Linked DNA regions of Dromaius novaehollandiae: region 1 is linked to region 2. A link is a contact called in public Hi-C data. All regions are on one chromosome and are shown on one strand. The core of a region is the stretch at or near the end of the contact, and the rest is flanking DNA. Distances in the headings are between cores, read along the strand shown.

Region 1 (3,879 bases), core at 951-3,450, 200 kb before region 2:
TAATGAAGCAAACATGTCAGATCTAAAATGACGACAAAATACTTGTGGTTTGACAAAGCAGCAGGCTTCACTTAATGATCTCTTTTATTCTATACCAAGCTTTTGAAATAAAACTATACTGTTCAGAGTGCTACTTCAATTACCTGCATTTAAGGAGTGGTTAACGATCAGCATGAGAACACATATTCTAGGGCAGAATGCAATTTTTGACCTATAACTCTCATAATAAGGGAATTCTCCAGCAGAAGCCTAGAGAGTGAACTAAGATAAGCCAAAGTACTAAGGACTACAGTTTACAGCACTGCCCTGCTAGTATGCAGCAGCCTAGGTCTGAGGATACTACCCAAAAGAAAATAAATTAGCTGCAACTGTTACAGTAACAGGCACCTTAGAAACATGAGAAGTGCACTGCTCCCACTATGCCATCTTCACACTTATCGCTAAAACAGTATGTTTGTAGCAAGCAGCAGCTATGGAACTGAAAACTGTCCACCAACAGCAAAGCTCAGCCATTAACTAACTTCATACACAGCACAAGAGGGTAACAATTTCCAACCTCTGTCAGCGTTGGTTGCATTTGAACCAGCATCCTAGAAAATAGCTTCAATTAATGTTGAAAACTACTGTAAACAAACATTTTATGCAAGTACTAAGTGTTATTGCACTCCTTGTTGAAAGGAAGGGTAGTTTCACTGGTCAGTAGTCTGAACTCTGCATTTTAACTACTACTAATTTTCAAACTGATATTAAAAAAATTATGAATACCAAGGATTTAAGAAATGATACTGTTCTTGGCAAAAAATATGTTAAGAAGAAAGTGGTACAATAAAACATATATAATACACATTACTTGTTGTGACCTCTCCTGTTCTGCCAATGCAATTCAATATATAGCTATTACACAGACAGGTTTAATAAAATTAACAATTAACAAAGATTGTTCCATAGCAACTCATCAGTTGAAATAAAATTTGCAGCACAAAGCACTGCTTTTCCTAACAAAAAAATTCATTAATGCAAAGCGATTGAGAAAAATGAGTGGGCCAGAAGACATTTACTGGAGGTTGTTGCAAATAAATGAGAAGTCTGAACAGAAAGTGGAAAAGGACTGGTAGCTCTGGACTGATGTGGTTTGCTTCAGTTACCAACTACAAAAATCAGCTGAGCTTGGCTGCCATGGGGAATGTTTCATTACTGAAATCAAACCATTAACACCCTTTGAATTGCCGCCTTGCACATATTTTCGGCAGAATGATTCTGAAAATGGTATCAAAGCAAGCTTCAATTCTTAAGTTTTCCATCACAGCTCAGAAATTACACCAGCTCAAAATTTAGAAAAAGCCACATAAAGCCAACTGCCACTGAACAAACCACTTTTTGAAGTTTCTGTAACGAAGAACCATATTAGAAGCTGCTGAGTTTCCCTCTCACAGACGACTTTCAATACCACTGGTATTGGGGGGGGGGGGGGGATGGGAACCAGAACAAACTAAGGAGAAATTCAAGCACCAGGATTAGTCCACTCTACTGCATTTAACAGTGCCCACACCGCGGTGAATAGAAGAGTTCTGCTCTGCGAAAAAACTTGGTTTTTTTCTTTCATTTGGGGGAGAGATTAATCAGCACTGGACAACAACCCAGTGCCCAGCGCCAGAAGGGAGCTACGGGATGGCGAACTGCGCTGTTCCCGAAGGGAAGGGAGCTCAGCGTGAAGGCAGATCTCGTCTATCCATTTTAGGGGAAGCAGCAGGAAAAGAAGGTACCGCCGGGGCGGGGGGCGGGAAGGGGGAGAGGCGGGGGGAGCTCGGGGGCAGCAGGGGGAGCGGGGCGGCGGCGGCCCCGAGCGGAGCTACAGTAGGATGAAGGGAGGAGACTCACCGCAGCAGCCATGCTACGTGAACCCACAGGGCTGGAGGAGCCGTAACTACTCACTTGCTCGGCCAGCAGCTGCCGGCTCTGCACCGCGTTGTTCCGCAACAACAAGAACGCGTCCGTTAGACGCCGGGTGGCCATGGCCGCCCGCCGCCGCCGGCCCCCGAGCCGGGCAGGGGCAGGGGCGGCGACGCCCGCTCGCCGCTCACAGGGCCGCGGCCCCCCGCACCGGCCCCCGCCGCCCGCCGGCTCCAGCCATCGCCCCGCCGGATCTGGCGGCGGCGCGGCTCGCTTCCGCGTTGTGCACCGCTCGGCGCCTTCCGCCGCGCCTTCCGCCCGGGCCCGCCGCCCGCGACGCCACCGTTCCGCCTCCCCGCCGGCCCGGCAGCGCCGGGAGCAGCCCGCATCCCGCCCCGGCGGCGGGGAGGCCGCCCCGGCGCCGTCCTGCAGCGGCTCCCTGCCTCGCCTGGCCTCCGCGGGGGACATCGGTGCCCTGCGGCGGCCGCCCTTGGTAAAAACCAAGCCTGGGCCTACAAAAAATGGCTCCTGCCCCTCAGGGCGGCTGCGACGGCGCCCCACCGAAGCCCCGCGTACCCCGGCGGGAGGCTTGGAAAAAGCCCCGGTGCAAAGGAGCCGTGACGCTCCCATAACGTTTGCGGGATGGTTTAACTCCTTATGCCTGCGCTTTCTCACAGCCGGGAGGTATTTGAGGGCCTGCTCAAAAGGCTCGGCTTTGCCCCTGGGCGAAGCGCTGCAGTATGTCCATTGGGATTTGACTGCCCCGTCTTCCCCTCCGTCTTCCCTCTCAGCCTTCCACCCCGCCAGGCTGCCCTGCTTCCGAGGAGCTGACTGCTTTCCAAGGATACTCGCACAGCTCTTCCGTCAACTCTGACCATTCAAAAATCTTGAAATTCCATGAAAAAGCCATGGAAAATGACAAACGTTGACCGTTTGCAAGAGGCTATTTAATAAAACCTGAAATGGTGACTGAAATGATTTTTTTCCGGTTTTATGTTGTTTAAAGCTGTTGTACTGGACTGTCTGGAAGCTGATGTGATAGGGAGCGGGCGGAGGCTGCTGCTGTCTGCCGGCTACCCGGGAGTATGATCCACACCTTGCGTCTTGTCCTCCAAGTGTCCAAAACGTCCTTTGTGCCAACAGCAGCAACGGCTGTGCCAGGGCAGCTGCTGTACCCTTGTCAGCAGGGGAATCACGAGCTTAAATTCTCAAAGAAAAAAGAAAATTCCTATTTACACATATGGTAGGAACAGTTACTGTAATCGCAACCACATTTTCTGGAAATGTTGCTCCATATTATCTAACCACTTGGGCAAACTTGTGCAGTGAGAAACAGAAAGAAGTATTCCTTTGCTGTTATAAGACATTGTAGGAGTTTTCTTGAACAGCCCTTCTGCCTCAGCGGGAAAGACTAGAAACTTGGAATTTAACAAGGAAATAAGCCCCAGTCTTACAAGGACTAATGCACGCACTTCATTTTTCGTGGTCTGGTGAAATCTGTTTTCATTTTGGCTGCCTTACAGTGGCTTTAAAAATATATGTATAAACTTCGTTTCTTCATGCTAATTTTTAATCTACTGTAACAATTTTTTATTCTATGAGAACAGTTGTAGCTAATGATCTTCCAGCTTTCCCTTGGCACAGCGTATGCGGCTGTAAGTCGAGTGGAATTTCTCATGCGGGCAGCAGTCTCTGAGCGCTCTTTCGGTTCTGGATGCGTGCGCAGAGAAAACAGGTTGCAATCGCTCATTTGGTGGGACAGTGAACGTGAACCCCAGGAGAATCCTTATCCCCTCCTGTGCCCAAAGCTGGTACACACTGGCACTTTGCATCTGACCATTCCGGGTCTTTAACAGCTTCAAGGGCTTGCATGTTCGGCAGGCTTGGAATTTAAGCAAAGGGTATGAAAAGTATCTGGATCTCATATACAGAGGAATAAAACTCTGTAAGGAAGAGGTCCAGACCTAACTCAGTGAATAACCACTTCAA
Region 2 (3,510 bases), core at 321-2,820:
TGTATTTTTTTGGAGGGTTCAGTTTTGTACAAGTCTGTCTAACTATAATTTTGTATTATAATGTACAGTATTTGTAATAAATTGTTTTCTTGCAAGATCATAAAATGCTTTCAGAAGTTAGTCAAATATACCATTGCTATCACTGCTATTACAGTAAACAGTATAAACTCTGTAAATTCTGCAACATTCTACATTTAACTTTTTATTTTTTTTATAATTTAAAACAAATGCCTCTTCAATACAGTCTTTTTATGATTGCAATTTCTTAGCAAAAAAATTAATTTTTTCTAGTTCTAATATCTTTTTCTAATGCTGGCGTTATTGGTATTTTCTAACAGTTCAAGTTTTCTAAGACTTCTGACAAGGGTTTACTTTTGTTTTTTTATTAACAGCTCATTACATTTCTCAGTATTGATCAAATTTTTTTTAAGTGTGTGTATATATAAATAAGTATGTTTTAAACATACTGTATATAAATTAGATACTTTGAGCATTAACCCAACCTAGTTTCTGTTTGTCAAGTAATCTTAAATAATTACCTTTTCTTGCCACAATCCACTGAAAAAACATAAGCTTCCATATGTTTTAGAATGTTTGGGTAGTTTTCATTAAAATTTTTAATTAGAACATGTGTAAACAGTAAGCCACTAGCTATAAAATTTAACTAAAAGGCTAAACAAAGTTCTTGTTTTTTAAGATATTTTGGTACCTCTCTAGCTCCAGAAATTCATATCTATTTTAAGTGGTATGATTTCAGCAGAGCTTTTAAAACAGTTGTTAAAACTGTAGTTGCATGCACTAATAGGAGATTACAACATAGTTCTTTTATTTGTAGGCAATGTGCAGGTCTAAAACAGGCTTAACCTTTGCAAGGTTTGCCTCTTTTTTTAATTTTATACTAGAAATATGATTTCAGCATGACTAAAGACTGCACTTTACATCTTGTACTAGACAAATGTATGCAATGAAGAGTAAAGCTATGTGTTCACATACAATTCTCTGGGTTGTTTAAATTATGCAAAAATATATATTTTAAAAAGCCAGATGGAGCAAAGCTAGGTAGTTGATCCACTGTCACAAAAGCAGAAAGAATACCACTTTAAAACGTTTCTGACTAAGGAACATGAAAATAATGTTAGTGGTGCAATATTGCTTGGATGCTGTAGGTAATTATCAGGCACTTGTAATCCAAAGCATGTTAGTCATGTTGCTTAGAATTCAAACTCACTGGTATGTTATGTGTGATATACACTTGGCATCTAACAGGATGCTGCCCTAGTGGCAGTTGTGTCTGTACACAGTGTTGTTTAGAGCCCAAATAAGCGGGGACACTCTGGAAGTGCCACTCATTTGTCAGAATAGAGAATCTATGTAACTTTTTATTTGTATTTATCTCAATAAATCCTGTGACTGTTTTATGAAATTAACTTGTAACTGACTTTTGTCGTAAACAGGATATGAATGTATTTTTTGGTTAAGGAAATGTCTCCCAAGCATAAATGCTTTGTCATCTCTTAAACCAGGATTGAGTGTGGAATTCATCATACTGTATAATAAAAAACCCATAGGTGGCCAGAGATTTGACGCGGATCTCTCTGCGCTTTTTCCTTGAAGTGAGCATGCCAAAAGGGCTTTGAAACTAAAATTGTTCTGTTGGAACCGAAACTCTAGCGAAGTGCATTTTAAATAGAGAGAAGTCATGTGCTGGGTTAGACTGGCTTTCATATCCTTAACTTAAAACCTTCTCTCTTCAAATGTCACCCTGAAAGGATGTTCTGGGCTGGTCTTTCACTTCAGTGTTGCTTTCAGGCTTCTTGTGTTAATGAACTCTACATAGTTGCTGGGTCCTTAGGAAAAAAGAACAATCAATGATGCCTCGTGGGTTGGTTTTGCTGCCCTTCTCAGGAGCCTTCCTGTATATTCTGCTGCTGCAGTCACCCTCTTGGTTGTGTTTCATATGCTCACTGGCAGCTCCATCCTGTACTCTAGAACTTCTCCCAACTGCTGCTAAGGGATATATAACCTCCCTTCCTTTTCTCTGCAGGATTTTAGCTGATGCGAAAGTGAGGACAGCAAGTGGTCTTTTGTTTTCTTTTCCCTCCTGTTAGCCTACCCACAGATTTTGAGTAGGACATAAGACCCTAGTGCAATAAAGTGGAAGCAAATAAAACAGCCACATGTTCTTTGCCTTCACTTGAAACTAAACATGTAGATTGAGATCTAAATTTGAACAAAGAAAACAGGTATGTAAAATATGGACAGCATGATGGCTAATGTCAAAGGAAGGTTTTTACCTGAATTACTTCTCTGTTTCTCTGCTGCCTGTCTTCCAAGCAAGCTTTTGTCATGCTAATGAAAATCAAAAGATGGGCAAGAACAAAACAAAACAAAAAAACCTTCCTGTAATCGCCCTTCTGTATGCATGGATGCTCTCTGATAAGTTCATATAGGCTATTATGTCACCTGCGCACACCAAACTGTGATGTCAGTTTATGCTGCCTGGATATCATAATGTGCTGGTATGATAAACAAGGAAATCTATCCTTAATGATGTAGGGAATTTTGATTAGAGGAATTTCCAGGGGAGGGAGGAATTACTACCGGATCTAGACTCCAGTCCTAAGAGAGGAAAGGCTCACAGACTTCTACTCGGGACTGGATTCATAATTATGTCTTTTTTGCCCCCACGGATTTTCAGTGTCCAGCTCCATCTAGCTGAAACTAATGAGATCTTTTCACTGCCTCAATGCCAAAATGACTTGACTTTGAAGAAGCTTAAGCCCCATTTGGAATTACTGACTGGGATACCCCTTAATTTCCAGCGGCTTCAGTACCTGGATGAAGGTAGGAACCTGTAACCTCTGTGGGATCCTTGGCAATTATTCTCAGTATCCCTGTACCTGCTAGTGGTGACTAGCATGGTGCTTACCTGGATGACGATCAAAGTTCTGCTTTCCTCTTTTTACCATACTGTACCTGGAATTCATCTCCTAACAGTTAACTTTGCTTCCTGCTGCTTAAAGGTAAAATCTACTTACCAGGACCTTCTTAGGAAATTGCAAGTGCTGACCTCTGAATTCCTGCCTGGTTTGTCAACAGCCAGTGTTAATACCTGGTTGATTCACCCCAACCTCACATAGCTTTAGCAAGGTTCTGGTCCGTTTCTTTGCAGTTGGAACTGTGTGGAGTAATGTTTTTCCAATTAGATCAGCTGAGTGTGTGTTGGAGTACTTAGTTTTGCAGGTAGCAAGCAGAGATTCTAAGAAAAGTCCTTCCTTTAAACTTGTTTCAGTCTGCTACTTAAAACCAAGCAACCTCTTCCTGCTATTTGCTATCTCCATGTCTCCAAAACAAAACAGAATTGGTGGTTTATTTTTAAAATAAAGACACTGTGTGTGTGGATACACTTGCATATGTTCTCCTGCAGTCTTGGTGCTTAACGTGCTGCCTGTAGCTTTCTGTGGGCTTCAACCATATTATCCTATTAGGACTATACTGTAGCCTTTTCCA

Evidence for each region. Hi-C and Micro-C count contacts between places; a contact is called where the count stands out from the background.
Region 1: a contact with region 2 is called in a Hi-C map of liver, with 6 times the contacts expected there. The contact joins the promoter of STX16 here to the promoter of ANKRD60 in region 2. A contact is called at or near these places in 3 of 4 Hi-C or Micro-C datasets (brain, liver and ovary).

What each region holds. Positions count from the first base shown.
Region 1 is chr16:16,165,000-16,168,878 of bDroNov1.hap1, reverse strand. STX16 (syntaxin 16) reads right to left here and starts at 2,200. Exons shown (of 10, transcript XR_010391939.1): 1 at 1,879-2,200. It overlaps LOC112986169 (a long non-coding RNA gene), which reads left to right and starts at 1,478. Exons shown (of 5, transcript XR_010391940.1): 1 at 1,478-1,759.
Region 2 is chr16:15,968,382-15,971,891 of bDroNov1.hap1, reverse strand. It overlaps ANKRD60 (ankyrin repeat domain 60), which reads left to right and starts at 1,570. Exons shown (of 4, transcript XM_064521571.1): 1 at 1,570-2,844. The coding sequence starts at 2,670. LOC112993231 (serine/threonine-protein phosphatase 4 regulatory subunit 1-like) reads left to right here. Exons shown (of 18, transcript XM_064521568.1): 18 at 1-1,423.